3 separate regions of the Mus musculus genome follow, and regions 1 and 2 are each linked to region 3. The links are chromatin contacts, called in public promoter capture Hi-C maps. All regions are on one chromosome and are shown on one strand. Each heading gives the region's core, a stretch centred on a gene start, on an enhancer-like site or on the middle of the called end of the contact. The rest is flanking DNA. Distances are from core to core; before and after follow the strand shown.

Region 1 (4,366 bases), core at 25-2,524, 140 kb before region 3:
CCAACAAATGTTTACATTTGAGGCCCCATCAGCAGAGCGAGCCTCAACTCTGACCTGATGCCCACGTTCACATGGCTTCCGGGAGCGGACTATATCTCCATACCTGGTTCTAGGAGATGATCTTACTTTCAAGAGACAGAAGGCATCTGCACTGTGTGTGAGCATCTTCTAGCTGCCAAGGGTTTCCCATGCCATTCAGCCATTAAGTCCTCACAAATACCATGTGAAGAAGATGTGGCCGTATCTACCCACCAGGAAGTAGGTGAATCAGCCTGAGATAGAAGTCTTGTTGCCACCTGCATCTTACTTCTCAAACGGAAGGTGGTGTTTGTTTGTCTGGTTTTGGACTTTTGCTTTGGCAGAATACACAAATACCTTTTAAGCGATTGCACTCCCAGGTCAGAGCAGTATTTCTGCTAACAGTCTTTCCCATTGCAAGATCCCAGAAATGACAAGGGGCAGTTACCTTTATTGCCCCATGGGGCTTTCTTTTCCGCAGTCAAATGTGGCCTCGTGCTTGAATAACACCCGTGTCTGGAGAACGCTTAAGCAGTTTCAGCCATACTCTGTCTTTTCTCAGACGTTAGGGACAAAGGGGAGAAGACTGCCACCTGCTTGAGACCAGGGGACTTCACCTAGACTCGGCTACTATACAAGTGCAAACCTCCACTGAACTTTTTACTATTGCTGCTGGTTTGTTTGTTTGTTTGTTTGGCAGGGTCTCACTGTGCCCCTGGCTGGCCTGGGACTCTCTATGTAGACGAGACTGGCCTTGAACTCACAGAGCTCCACCTGCCTTTGTCTCCTGAGTGTTAGGATAAAAAGAATGATCCACCATGTCCTGCTCTATTGAAGTTTTGTTTTTGTTTTTGTTTTTGTTTTTTTTTAAATAAAATCAGCCGTTTGGCTTGATGGTGCAAACGTGTAGTCCCAACACTGAAGAAACTGAAGCAGGAGAGTAGCAGGTTTGACTGTAACCTGGGCAATGTAGTGATACTCTGCCTCAAAAAAATAAAAATAAAAACAAGTTAGTATGATGTTTCATCTGTGTAACCCCAGTCTTGGAGAGCTGAAGCAGGTAAGTTGCTAAGGGCTCCAAGGCAGCCTGGGCTACAGAGTCAGACTTTGTCTCAATAATAATAATAGTAATAATAATAATAGTAATAGTAAAAAATTAGTGCCCATTTCTTTTCTAAAGGGGACATTTAAAAATACTTTTAGGCAGAGTTGGGTTTCATTCACTCAGCAAATATTTAATCAGCATTGATCATATTCCAGGCTGTGCCAGGCACTGAGGCTGATGGGAAGAAAGAGTCCTGCTCTCTATGAGCTACATTTAATGCTCATAGAAGTAAATTCTTATCCCACAGGATGAAGGCTGCAGCAGACAGAAGTACAACGTTCAATGAACATTGAATGGATGCCCTGAAATCAAGCTTACAAAAACCACTGTTTAAACTCCAGCAAAATCGACAGTCACAATCAGAACCTTGTCCCTGTGCTCAGGGTGTATCCATTCAGGGATGAGCAAGCGCATTCTAAACTTTGCCCCCTTCTTCTCCTCCTGAGCCATCTTTCTCCTGGCTCCTTGGAGACCCAGGCTGCTCCCCAGACCCTGTGCACTCCAGCTTCAGCCCTGTGAACCTGGAGTTAATGATTAAACCCAGCGTCGGTGAGGTGGCTGGAGGCAGAGGCTTCCTTGGGGTGAGCCAGGCAGCTCAGTCTTGAAAATTGCCCGGGTTCCTGGCTCTGCTCCAGCCTGGCACAGGCCAGAGACAGATCCAGCACCCACACCCACAGGCAGTACCTCCTCAAAGTCTTCTGAAACCTCAACACCATGCAGTCTCTAGCCCTTCTGGAGCAAACCTAAGGCACTGGGGGGCCTTCTGAGGGGTGTGTGTGTGTGTGTGTGTGTGAATGAGTCTTTAGGACAGATTCCAGTTCTGCTACCAATTAGCAGGGCGACCCCTGGGGCAGTCTCCTTACCTTTTTGGAGCTTCAAACTCCTCATCCGTAACAAAAGAAGACTGTGAGCAGACTGGGCCCTGTTCCATGCCTTTGTCACGAGCTGAGCTGTCACGCCGGCCTGGTACGTGCTATTTCTTCTGACTTCTCACTCATCCTTCAGGATGAAGCAAAGGTCTCACCATCTTCAGAAAGCCATCCCTGGCTTCCTCCCTGTGTGCCACCCCCAGCCTCCAGGCACTGCTTGCCCTCTCATGACACATCACTTCTAGTTGTCCCCAGCTAGACTGAGCTTAGGGAAGAAGTTGTTTATCTTTTCTATCCCAGCATAGAGTCTGACACTAAGTGTGAGCTCAGAAATGTCAGGTTTCATCCGATTAGAATTGTCTCCATTAGTGGAATCCATTTTAATATTTTTTTAAAAAAAGATTGATTGATTGACTGATTGATTGATTGATTGATTTAACACGTATGAGAGCTTTGCTTTGCCTACATGTATATCTGAACACCATATCTGTGCCTGGTTCCCAAGGTTGCCCAAAGAGGGTAGGACTACAGTTAAAGATCTTTGTGAGCCAACATATGGGAGCTGGGAATCAAACTTGGGTCCTCTGGAAGAGCATCCATTGCGCTTAACCACTGAGCCTTCCTTCCAGCCTCTACTTATTTTAATCTTTACTTCTTTGGTCCATGTCTCTCTTTCCACTTTAACAATAAAATCTTACTCACTTTATTTCCTTTCAGTTTGGAAACCCTCCATTCTACTTCTTGTCCCCCTCACTACCTTAGGTAAAGAACCCTTGAAATATTAGTGTAGTGTTAATATCTCCAACTTCTTTGAAATATTAGTATAATATTAATATCTCCAACTTCTTTGAAATATTAGTGTAGTGTTAATATCTCCAACTTCTTTCCCCCAGATGTAGAAACTTCAGTCCTTCCCAAGTTTGTACCATGTTATAGTTCTTCGGTGTCATCTTATTTTTGTAATCCAACAAAATTATTGTATGAAATAATTTATAGTCAATATTATTTAAATATGACTATACAATTATGTATTTATTTTTTGTTTGTGTTGGTTCTTAAGTGCCACTTCATATAGGATCAGCTGTCTTCAAAGCACATCCTTTAGTAATTCTCTCACTGAGGGATTATGACAGATAAGCTCTTCTCTATCTGAGAAAAGTCTTTATATTGTTTTCAGTCTTGACTACACCTTAGCTATGAATCTGTATGTGAGTGGCTGTTCTTCTTGTGCATTTTCAAGTTTACTCCCACTGGGTTCTGGCATCTTTAGTAGCTGATAAGAAATCTGCTGTCAGTCAGAAATGTGTTTAGAGGATAGATGTGGTGGGGCACAACTTTTATCCCAGCACTCAGGAAACAGGCAACTGGATCTCTGAGAGTTCAAGGCCAGGCTGAACTACATGGAGAGTTCAAGGCCAACCAAAGCTAGATAGTGAGCCCCTACTTCAAATAAACACACACACACACACACCACCCGGTTTTGTTTTGTTTTGTTTTTTGTTTTTTGTTTTTTTGTTTTTGAGATAGGATTTTGCAGCCTAGATTAGCCCATGTTGTGTAACAGTTTCCTTTGAGATTGAAACAACCTATCCTTCAGGGAAGCTCCTTAAACAGGAAGGTAAATAACTCAAAATAACTCCAGGAATTCCCTGAAACTGACCAGATTCACTAGGCTCCTCCCTGCCTGAGTAAGCAATTAAAAATTTTTTTTCAAACTTCCCTTTAAGACCTGGGGAAAGCCTGGCGGTGGTGGCACATGCCTTTAATCCCAGCACTCGGGAGGCAGAGGCAGGCAGATTCCTGAGTCCGAGGCCAGCCTGGTCTACAAAGTGAGTTCCAGGACAGCCTGGGCTATACAGAGAAACCCTGTCTTGAAAAAAACAAAACAAACAAACAAACAAACAATCAAACAGACCTGGGGAAAAGAACAGCCACCAACAAGATTCTCAGACAACCTGAACTGAAGCAAAAGCAAAGAAGGAGCCAAGCTAAATGGACTCTGAGACCGGACCAGTTGCCTGGGAGAAGCAGAAGCTGGCATGGCTGCCTGCAAGAGATGTAGACTAGAGTCTCTTGGAAAGAACATTCTCCAACCTGCTGAGCTGCCTGCAGGCTGTACAGTGTGCTCCGGGTTCTCAGCTTTGTGAGCTGTCATCCATGATAGGGGCGGGGAGGGGAGGCGATGATGCAGCTGTCTTTGAGTCATTTCTGCTTCTGTAAGTAGCCCCAATAAAACTCATGGTTTACTAAATAGGACTTTGGTGGTATCTGTACCTGAGTCTGTCATGGGCTCCCTATCTGGGATGAATAGATGGGTGTGTGCTGCATCTCCCTAGAAAAAGTTTTGTCACACAACAGCCTGGTATTTGAAACC
Region 2 (4,239 bases), core at 1,159-3,658, 170 kb before region 3:
AACCCAAGGCAGGGAGGTTTAGCCAAGCGGATGGCCTCTGGTGGGTTAGCTTGTGACGCTCAGCATGGTGAGCCCATAGAGAGGTCATGGGCAGTGTCGGTAGGCTTACTAGACTTGTAGGTATCCCTAAAGCAAAATAGATTTGCTTTAGGGAGCACTCAGGTAGCAGATGGAGCACGAACAGAAGGGAGGAGCTGAGGGTTCTCACTCGAGGCTTCATTGTAGTTGCTGCCCGTGTAACCTGAGCCCTGGGATATTGAAACTCCCTTCCTTGTGACTGAGGTGTTGGCCATAGAGGGTGCCCCTCAGGAGGCACAGGAGCCTCCCAGGTATGCCATGCAGAGGAGGTCAGGTAGCATGGACCGAAGAAGCTCGGCATAACTCGAGGAAAGACAATGCTGGGTGTGAATCCACAAAGCCAGGAAGAAAGCGCAGCAGGCAGTCCCTCCAAAATTTCCACACAGTCACCACATGACTCAGCAACTCCAGGTGACACCCCAAACAAATGATGTGACCAAGTACAGCAGTGCCCACAGCTGCAGCATTCGGGATAGCCCCTAACTAGCAACGGCGGCTCTGCTGGCGACCAGAGAACGGCATGATGTGTGTCTACTCGGTGGAATAATATTGGGCTGTAGAAAAGGTGAAATATCAATATACTCCATATCGTGGGTGAGCCATTAAATGCTATGCTAAGTCAAAGAAGACAGCCACGTATACTGTAGGTTTTCATTTACATGAGATGCTCAGAATAACATTTAAGTGTTTGCCTGAACAGGTGTTGGGGATAATAAGGGAAAGTACCTGAGTTGGGTTCCCAGGACCCACGTCCAATGGCTCACAGCCACCTGTCACTCCAGGGGATCCAGCGCTCTCTTCTGGTCTATGAGGGCAACTGCACTCACATGACACAAGTGTCAGGTCAGCTTGACTTCATAAGAACGGAACAGCTCTGGAACAGTAGGATTTTCATTCATTTATTCATTCATCCATTCACTGGAGAAGATATCTGGAGAATTTATCAAATATATAAGATATAATATATAAAAATCAGGCAAGTGCAGGGCAGTGGTGGTGCATGCCTTTAATTCCAGCACTTAGGAGACAAAGACAGGCAGATTTCTGAGTTCAAAGCCAGCCTGGTCTACAGAGTGAGTTTCAGGACAGCCAGGGCTACACAGAGAAACCCTGTCTCAAAAATAAAAAAGAAAAAGAAAAGAAAAGAAAAAGAATCAAGCAGAAGAAAATATCAGGGAACAAGGAAAAAAAAAGTCCTGCAGATATCACACTTGATCAGGACGGTAAGCTAATACCGTCAGTGACCTGGGGTCTCGGGGGCCAGAGGCAAGGAAAAACAGATCATGGCCGGACAGAAAGCTCTGGGCAGATTATAGTTTGGCACGAGGTGTGAAGGAAGTTCTCCCTGGGAAGACAACCTTTGAGCAGAGGCAGGCGGGGGTGACCCTTGGGGTGACCACAGAGCTGTACAGCAGGTGGCACGTAGGACACACAGGCTATCTTAGAGGGGCAGGAGGTAACAGAGCAGAACAGCAGGTGGAAACAGGAGGAGGCTGAGCGTGGTAACTGGGATGTGGGGCCTTCCTGGCCTTGTCCCCCCACCATAAAGAGGAGGGGTTTAGGAACCATGGGTGGGGAGGGCTGTGAGCAGAGCTTTGCCCTGACCTTATGGAAGGGCCCCTCTAAGTCAAGGTTTTCAACCATGGCACTGTTAATTCCTCGGGCAGGCTGGTTCCTTGTAGGTGCACTGTGGGATGTTTGTCAACATCTCAAACCCCTTACTTAACCAGACGCCAGGAAGAATCCCCCTAACTATGACAACCCAACATATCTCATGCTTTGGAAAATGTGCCCTGGAGGGCTAAGAAGCCCAAAGTGGAGAAGCATCGCTCTTCTCTGAGCCTTAGCTTGTAGGGGGCATGGGTTCAGGGAGCTCTGGTCTGAAAGGCTGGATTTGGGGGTGGTCGTGACACCTGTAGGATAACATGTCTCTCGTGCAGTGAGACAACCTTCCACCCTGGAATGAATGTAAAGAAAAAAAAAAAAAAAAGCAACACCCTTGGTTACGCTTAATGCTTTGAACAAGAACGGTATGTAAGGTGCCAGAGAAGGTACCAGAAGAATCTCTTGAGCTTTTGGCCCTGCCTCACAAGCATGGCAAGGCAAGAGTATAGAAAAGGGGAGTGGTAAGGGGCTGGAGACAAGGGAACGCGAGCCCCAGTCATCTGGGAGGGGCTCATCGATTCTTGATGCATTTCCTGAGTATCTTCTATACATGAGGCAGTTTCGCTAGCATCGTGTCATCTGAGAACAATACTTAACAGTGAGGCAAATGTTATCCTTCCTGTTTTGTGACTCACAGATTACGAAACTTCTGAGTAACATGCTCAGATCACGGTCGGGACGCATGCGCCTTCCTGTCAATGCCCGATGCTGGCTCCCTGAAGCGTCTAAGTGAAGCTTATGCTAGCTAGCATTGAAGGCAGCGCAGGTTCAAGTGGGGCTGGGAAGCAGAGCAGATGACACAGCTGCTTGCTGCTTGAATGGAGCTTGGATGGGGAGTAAATTACAGGGATTTGGGGCAGGGCTATTTCTTAAAGCATAGAGCTTGTTAATATCAGTTTTGCTTAGGGGAGGGAGAGCTTAAAAGTACGCTTGCACAGGTCAGAGGACAATGTATAGAGGATAGCTCTCTCCCACCTTGTGAATCCCAGGGATCTAACTTAGGTCATCAGGCTTGGCACAGTTTACCCACAAACTTTTCCAAACATCTCTCTCTCTCTCTCTCTCTCTCTCTCTCTCTCTCTCTCTCTCTCTCACACACACACACACACACACACACACACACACACACTGTCTCTCCCTGTGTCTGTTTCGCTCTCTCTGCTCTCTCTGCCTCTCTCTTTCTCTCTCTCTCTCTCTCTCTCTCTCACACACACACACTCTGTCTCTCCCTGTGTCTCTGTTTCGCTCTCTCTGCTCTCTCTGCCTCTCTCTCTCTCTCTCTCTCTCTCTCTCTCTCTCTCTCTCTTTCTCCCCCCCCCCCTTGGTGTCCTATGTAATAGTGCTCTCTGTAACACAGGGCAGGCATGATGCTTGGGGTCTGATATGCTAAGTAGACTGCAGGTAGCATAGTGGGCACCACCTTTTTCCCCAAGCCAGGAAGCTTTTCCAAACCTTCCCTCAATCAGCTGACCCAGAATCATCTTGGGCCATGACAGGTGCTTTTCCAGAAGTCTCTCTTGACCCCTTTAGATAAAGGGAAAGTCTCCCAGAATGTGCCTGATGACAGACACTCTCCAAGCTGTAACAGGAGACAGGATAGGACTTCTGAGAAGGTTGGTTTTGTGTTGTTGCGTTGTTTTGCTTTGTGTCAGCATGAAATGATGAAGGTGATGGACTGGCCAAAGCCTCGGAGTCTGAGCCATTTCCAGCCCCAGCCCCAGCCCCACGTGCATACAGAATGTATCCTGCCACGACCTTTAGATCTGAAGAAACTCAGGTTCCATCCTTCTGAGAAAAGCCTGCCAGCATCCCAATGCAAAAAAATAAATTAAAAAAAAAAAAAAAGCCTCCAACCCAGAAATACTTTGTCCAGCCTTCTCCAGGAATGGAGACCAAGACATGTGGGTGAACACACACTTCATTGTGTTTGACAAGATGAAATCAAAGGCAGACCAACAGCTGGGTTAAACTCTTTATATAGGTTTCTCTACTTTAACAATGTTAGAGAATGGTTTAGATATAGAAAATTTTTAAATTGCCAGGCATGATAGTGCACACCTTTAATCCCAGTACTCTGTAAGCAGGAGCAGGCAGGATCTCTGTGAGTTCAAGGCTAGCCTGATTTACATAGAGGGTTCCAGGACTATTCAGTGAGATGCCGTTTATAAACTTTAAAAAGGGGGGACTATGCTTGGACTATAGTGTTAAGGAAAAAAGTAATATATATATATATATATATATATATATATATATATATATATATATATATATGTGTGTGTGTGTGTGTGTGTGTGTGTGTGTATTAATGTAATATAATAATGTATATACACACATTTATATACATATATATTATAACAACAATTGACAGTTTGCAAAGAGTTTTTTTTCCATTGTATTAGAAGGTTATTTCTGCAAGCTGAGACAATGGGTAATTTTGTCTTTTTTTTCTTTTTAATTTTTACATGTCTGAGTGTTCTGAATGTGTATCTATGTACT
Region 3 (4,197 bases), core at 1,508-4,007:
GTTTATTTAGCCTCGGTTAGGTTATAGAAGTAAATTCATATGGAATTTCTAATTCAGTATGTCTTCCTTTTCATAGGAAAAAGGTTGCTGGCCAAAACAGCAAGAAGAAAGAAACTCTCAAAGAGAAAAGTTAAAAAATAAATACCTTAGAAGGCAATCCCTGCAGTGTAACTTATGAGCCTGGCATGGATTCTCATGGAGTACTTACAACCATCTTTACCAAACATTTGAAATCCACAAGGATATGAGAGGACAGAATGGTTCTGATGTAGTGATGCATCAAGCTTCACTTTGTAGGTGGGATTTATACAATGAAAATAACAGGCATTGGCATTTCTGCCTGAATCCAGAGAGATACTTCTTATAGAAGAACAAGAGCCGATGCTAAAATAACACCCAAGTGTGGTGAACTCTTAAGGATTTTGCCCTTCAAGTGTGAAGGAAAGTGTGATGCATGCTGTGGAGAGGCGTCTGGAACAGAATTTTAAAATAAAACCTTGAGTTTGAGTGCACCATCCACACTTGTGTGTATGGAGAGCCAGCGCTGTGTGGGATGCAAACAAGAGCAGCAGCACAGGCCAGACACAGGAAGGAGCCTAGCACTCCCTTTAGTGTTTCTTTGTGGTAGGAGCCACAGTAAGGAGGTCCCCCATCTGTGGTTATCCAAATTCCAGAGGATTGGAAACTTGAGCCTGTTGAAATTGACCTGTACTGCACTGGGGAGGAAGCTTATGCTTAGCTGTCATAATGTTGCAACTGTAAGGTTATGATCAGCCTTTCCCTGTCTGACTTCATTCTCCATCATTTAACCATGTTCTTTCCTGTCTCTTTCCACCAAGATGACTGCCTGAAAGCAGATAGCACTCTATCCTATCCTGATGAGGAAGAACATTCCCGTTACACGATACACCTCGTTTCATTGTCTCAGATGCTTATCTTTGCTGAGACTTGATGGGCTTCAGCCACCCTCCACAGAGAACTGTGATCATTTGGACCAAGGCAGTGCACAGTATGCAGGTTTTCCTTAATTACCTGCTTTGTACAGTGGAATAAAAAAGGCTTGGTACAAGTTGAAGCACTTAAGACTGGAGCCTAGAATTTCTCAGGGCCTGTGCTGCCACAGGACTACAACATAAGTGACTGCCAGCAACTGAATTAAGCCTGTTTCCTTTACTCTAGGCAGTTGATACTTTAGTCTAAAATCAGCACAGTAGACCTCCTTTTAAATGTGTATTTGTTTTGAAAAGGGATCTCTGTATCCCAGACTGGCCTGGAACTCACAGCAATCCTCCTGTTTCAGCCCCTTTACTGCTGAGAATACAGACATGAGACTGATATTGAATAGATGGGATAAAGATTTAAAAAAAAAATCAGGCTTCATTTAAATAAACTGCTCTAGAGAATAAAAACTAAAAGTTTGTAATTGTTTTGTTCTTGCAGAGAGTTGAGTCAGTGTATATCCTGAAGTGGGTATACACTTGAAACCATTGCGGCTGCATTTTCATTTTAGACCTTCAGCTTTTCCTGTGTTTTAAGAGTAAAAGTGCCTATCTCTGTGTCTGAAGCTTTGTATGCTAACAGCACCACTCTTTAGCAACTAACGGCAGTGATGAAGTATAGAAACGATTATGTGGTATGGGGCTGTGATCTCAAAGCATCCTAACAAGACTCTTAACACAGGTGGGGAGTGTCCTTGGACGGATGCAGATAGAGATGGTAACAGATCGTGTTGATAATCCCCATTCAGTTATTTTCTCTTTATTTTTTCTGAGCAACCACCCAGTCCATGAAGTAGCTACAAAACTTGTATCAGCTTTTTTTTTAAAAAAAGGGTCAGGAATGGATTTAAACTCCTATACATATCAGTAAGGACTCTCCTATATAAATGCTAGCTTTGACCAGGGAAGAGGAAAAGTGAAATAGTAAACAAGACCAAACAAGGAAAACAGATCTCACAAATAGTGGGCGTGGTCCTAGTTAAAGGACCAAGGACTTTGAGGACATATTGGTGTGGACACACTGCAGCTCCAAGATCTGAGCATATTACAAGAACTTCTTTCAAGATTTTTTTTTCTCATTTCTAAAATAGCAGTAATAACTCAGGGACATCAGACTATTAAATGCACATAAAACTGGTCTAGTAAACTAATAACCTATTATAATTGTCTCAGCGAAAGCTGTAAGGCAAGAAGTGGCAGGGACTGGTTGTGATTGATCCATTATCTAAGAGCTTAACAAACTTACTTTCAACACATTTTACTTCCAGGTAGCTTGGTTAGGGTTGGAGGTGTCAAAGTAAAAATACCCTGTGTAGGTTCAGCATGTGCTCACGGTGCCTCACTATGGCAAAACCGACCACATGAGTAGGGCACCTTGGAGGATATCCTCTTCGTGTGTATTGGGTCCATGTATGCTCTAGATTGACTTAAGTAAAAGGTACTGTCAGTGTCTGTAATAGATGCTGAAGAGAGAGTGCCAAGGGAAACAGCTGTAAAGGCCCTCTAGGATCCGACTGCTGTGTAAAGGAACAGCAGAAAAGCACCTGTGTTCCATCATCTGGTTATATCAGGACCTACTGTGTGCATTAGTGCAGATCCGGGTTTGCAAACTAACTACACCAGCCGCAGTGCTGTGTCTCCTGCAGAATGCCACCGGGGCGCGCCGCTCGTGCCCGGGGGCCATGAAGTCACGTGGGCGCGCAGCCCCGCCCCGTCGTCGGCCCCGACTTGGTGGGGCGGTGTCTGCCCCGGAAGTGCCTGTCTTCGGCTGACAGCTGCTGGCGCGGCGGCGGCCCCGAGCAAGATGGCGCTGCGGCCGGGAGCCGGAGCCAGCGGCGCGGCGGGGGCGGGCGCGGGGCCCGGCGGGGCAGGCAGGTGGGTCGGCGGGGCGGGCGGAGTGGGCAGCCATGGTCGGCGGGGTGGGCAGGTGGGGCCGGGCGCAGGGGCGGCGGTTGCGGGGCGCGAGCGTCCTGGGGACCCGCGGGGAGCGCGCTCGGGTGCAGGCGCCACCGCACCTGCCGCGGGGCCTCGAGCGCCCGCGAGTCCCTGCTAGGCTTGCTGGGCTCGAGCTGCTGTCGGAGCGAAGGCTGTGACGGTCTAGTCGCAAAGCTGGAGGAACCGTTTTAAGACTGTACAGTACTGTCTTTCCTCTCATAGAGCGTCCTGTCCAGTCCTTTTTTCTTTTCTTCACATACAAATAGAAAAATCTGAAGACCTTTGAATTAGTAATTGTCTTGAGATAAAGCCCGTTTAGTAGAAAAAAACATTTGTCTGACTCCTTTTAAAATAGACATTTTGAAACAAAGAAAATTCACTGACCAAGAGCAGTATGCTCCTCTTAAAACAAAAGCTTCCAGACTTTATTGAGCTCCTTTTAAAAATAAAAATCTGCTCTTTGTTCTATTTCAGATAATTTTTAGGCTATGCTCCCTGTATCCAGAATGGTAAAGGGGTGTTTGTAACTCAAGTTCATTTTCATTTGACAAAATGTTTGATTCCAGAAAGTCTGCTCCCCTTTCTATCATGACTCAGTTTGTGTTTATTTAATTAGCTGACATATAGCACACACATTCCGAGATAAAATTAGCTTTTATTTTTAAATATCCTAAGTTATCTTTGGAAAGCGAAGTATTTGGGTTTTTTTTTTAATGTATAGTTTAATTTTGGAATCACCTACACTTCAAATGTGTAAAAGATTTTAAAGTAACCGTCTCCTTCAGGTGCATATTGTGAATACACACACACACACTCATTCACGGAAGGAAAAAAAGCAGTCACTTGAATAAAGCAACGGTGTGTGGCCAGGTTTTCTGCTTCCTCTACAGTCTTTGACTTTAAACTTAAAACATTTTCCTTCCTCCTCTGGTTTTGTCACTGTTTCGTTGGGGTCTTTCATTAGTGAGCATTAGAAATTGCTTTTGCCTGCAGAATATATACAGGATGACAATTTCTAAAGTGGCATTCTATTAATCTAATCAAATGTATGAGTAATAATGGGACCAGTCCTAGAAATTTTCAAAGAATTTCATGTTTTAGGCACAAATGTTTTCAAAAAAAAAAAAAAGGAAGACCCCCTGGGCACAGAAAAATTCAGTGTGTTGCTCAGTTTGGTTTGTAGTATTTTAATGCCACTGGTCCAAGGAGCTGCACTGGAGAATGCCTGTAATCCAGCTCTGAGGAGATGTAGGCAGGAAGATCA

The links. Promoter capture Hi-C pulls out the DNA fragments that hold promoters and counts their contacts.
Region 1: a promoter capture Hi-C map of liver shows a contact between it and region 3. The contact joins the enhancer-like site here to the promoter of Synrg in region 3. A contact is called at or near these places in 8 of 39 promoter capture datasets (the C10 cell line, the HPC-7 cell line, cancer-associated fibroblasts and 4 more), 1 of 15 datasets of contacts at CTCF or cohesin (the NIH/3T3 cell line), 4 of 484 Hi-C or Micro-C datasets (B cells, the C3H10T1/2 cell line, bone marrow-derived macrophages and 1 more), 5 of 115 datasets of contacts at active chromatin or transcription factors (CD8 T cells, the HPC-7 cell line, embryonic stem cells and 2 more) and 1 of 9 other capture datasets (pancreatic islet).
Region 2: a contact with region 3 is called in a promoter capture Hi-C map of the HPC-7 cell line, with 4 times the contacts expected there. The contact joins the enhancer-like site here to the promoter of Synrg in region 3. A contact is called at or near these places in 18 of 39 promoter capture datasets (the 3T3-L1 cell line, the C10 cell line, the HPC-7 cell line and 11 more), 3 of 15 datasets of contacts at CTCF or cohesin (the NIH/3T3 cell line, pro-B cells and stem cell-derived epiblast-like cells), 8 of 484 Hi-C or Micro-C datasets (B cells, the HPC-7 cell line, bone marrow-derived macrophages and 3 more), 17 of 115 datasets of contacts at active chromatin or transcription factors (the 230-238 cell line, the HPC-7 cell line, bone marrow-derived macrophages and 12 more) and 3 of 9 other capture datasets (adipose tissue, liver and pancreatic islet).

What each region holds. Positions count from the first base shown.
Region 1 is chr11:83,818,322-83,822,687 of GRCm38.p6, forward strand. Gm12576 (a long non-coding RNA gene) reads right to left here. Exons shown (of 4, transcript XR_388929.3): 3 at 1,987-2,122. Among named protein-coding and RNA genes, the nearest start is that of Gm38934, 9.5 kb to the left of the region's middle. Within about 2 kb of position 1,275, at least 39 of the 459 cell types and tissues checked have an H3K27ac peak or open chromatin away from gene starts, as enhancers often do. A contact at or near this core is called in extraembryonic endoderm stem cells, liver and pancreatic islet, where this site is marked.
Region 2 is chr11:83,787,058-83,791,296 of GRCm38.p6, forward strand. No RefSeq gene overlaps it. Among named protein-coding and RNA genes, the nearest start is that of Gm38934, 22 kb to the right of the region's middle. Within about 2 kb of position 2,409, at least 133 of the 459 cell types and tissues checked have an H3K27ac peak or open chromatin away from gene starts, as enhancers often do. A contact at or near this core is called in the HPC-7 cell line, bone marrow-derived macrophages, embryonic fibroblasts and 3 more, where this site is marked.
Region 3 is chr11:83,961,674-83,965,870 of GRCm38.p6, forward strand. It overlaps Synrg (synergin, gamma), which reads left to right and starts at 2,758. Exons shown (of 20, transcript NM_194341.2): 1 at 2,758-2,873. The coding sequence starts at 2,803. Ddx52 (DExD box helicase 52) reads left to right here. Exons shown (of 15, transcript NM_030096.2): 15 at 77-1,415. The coding sequence ends at 134.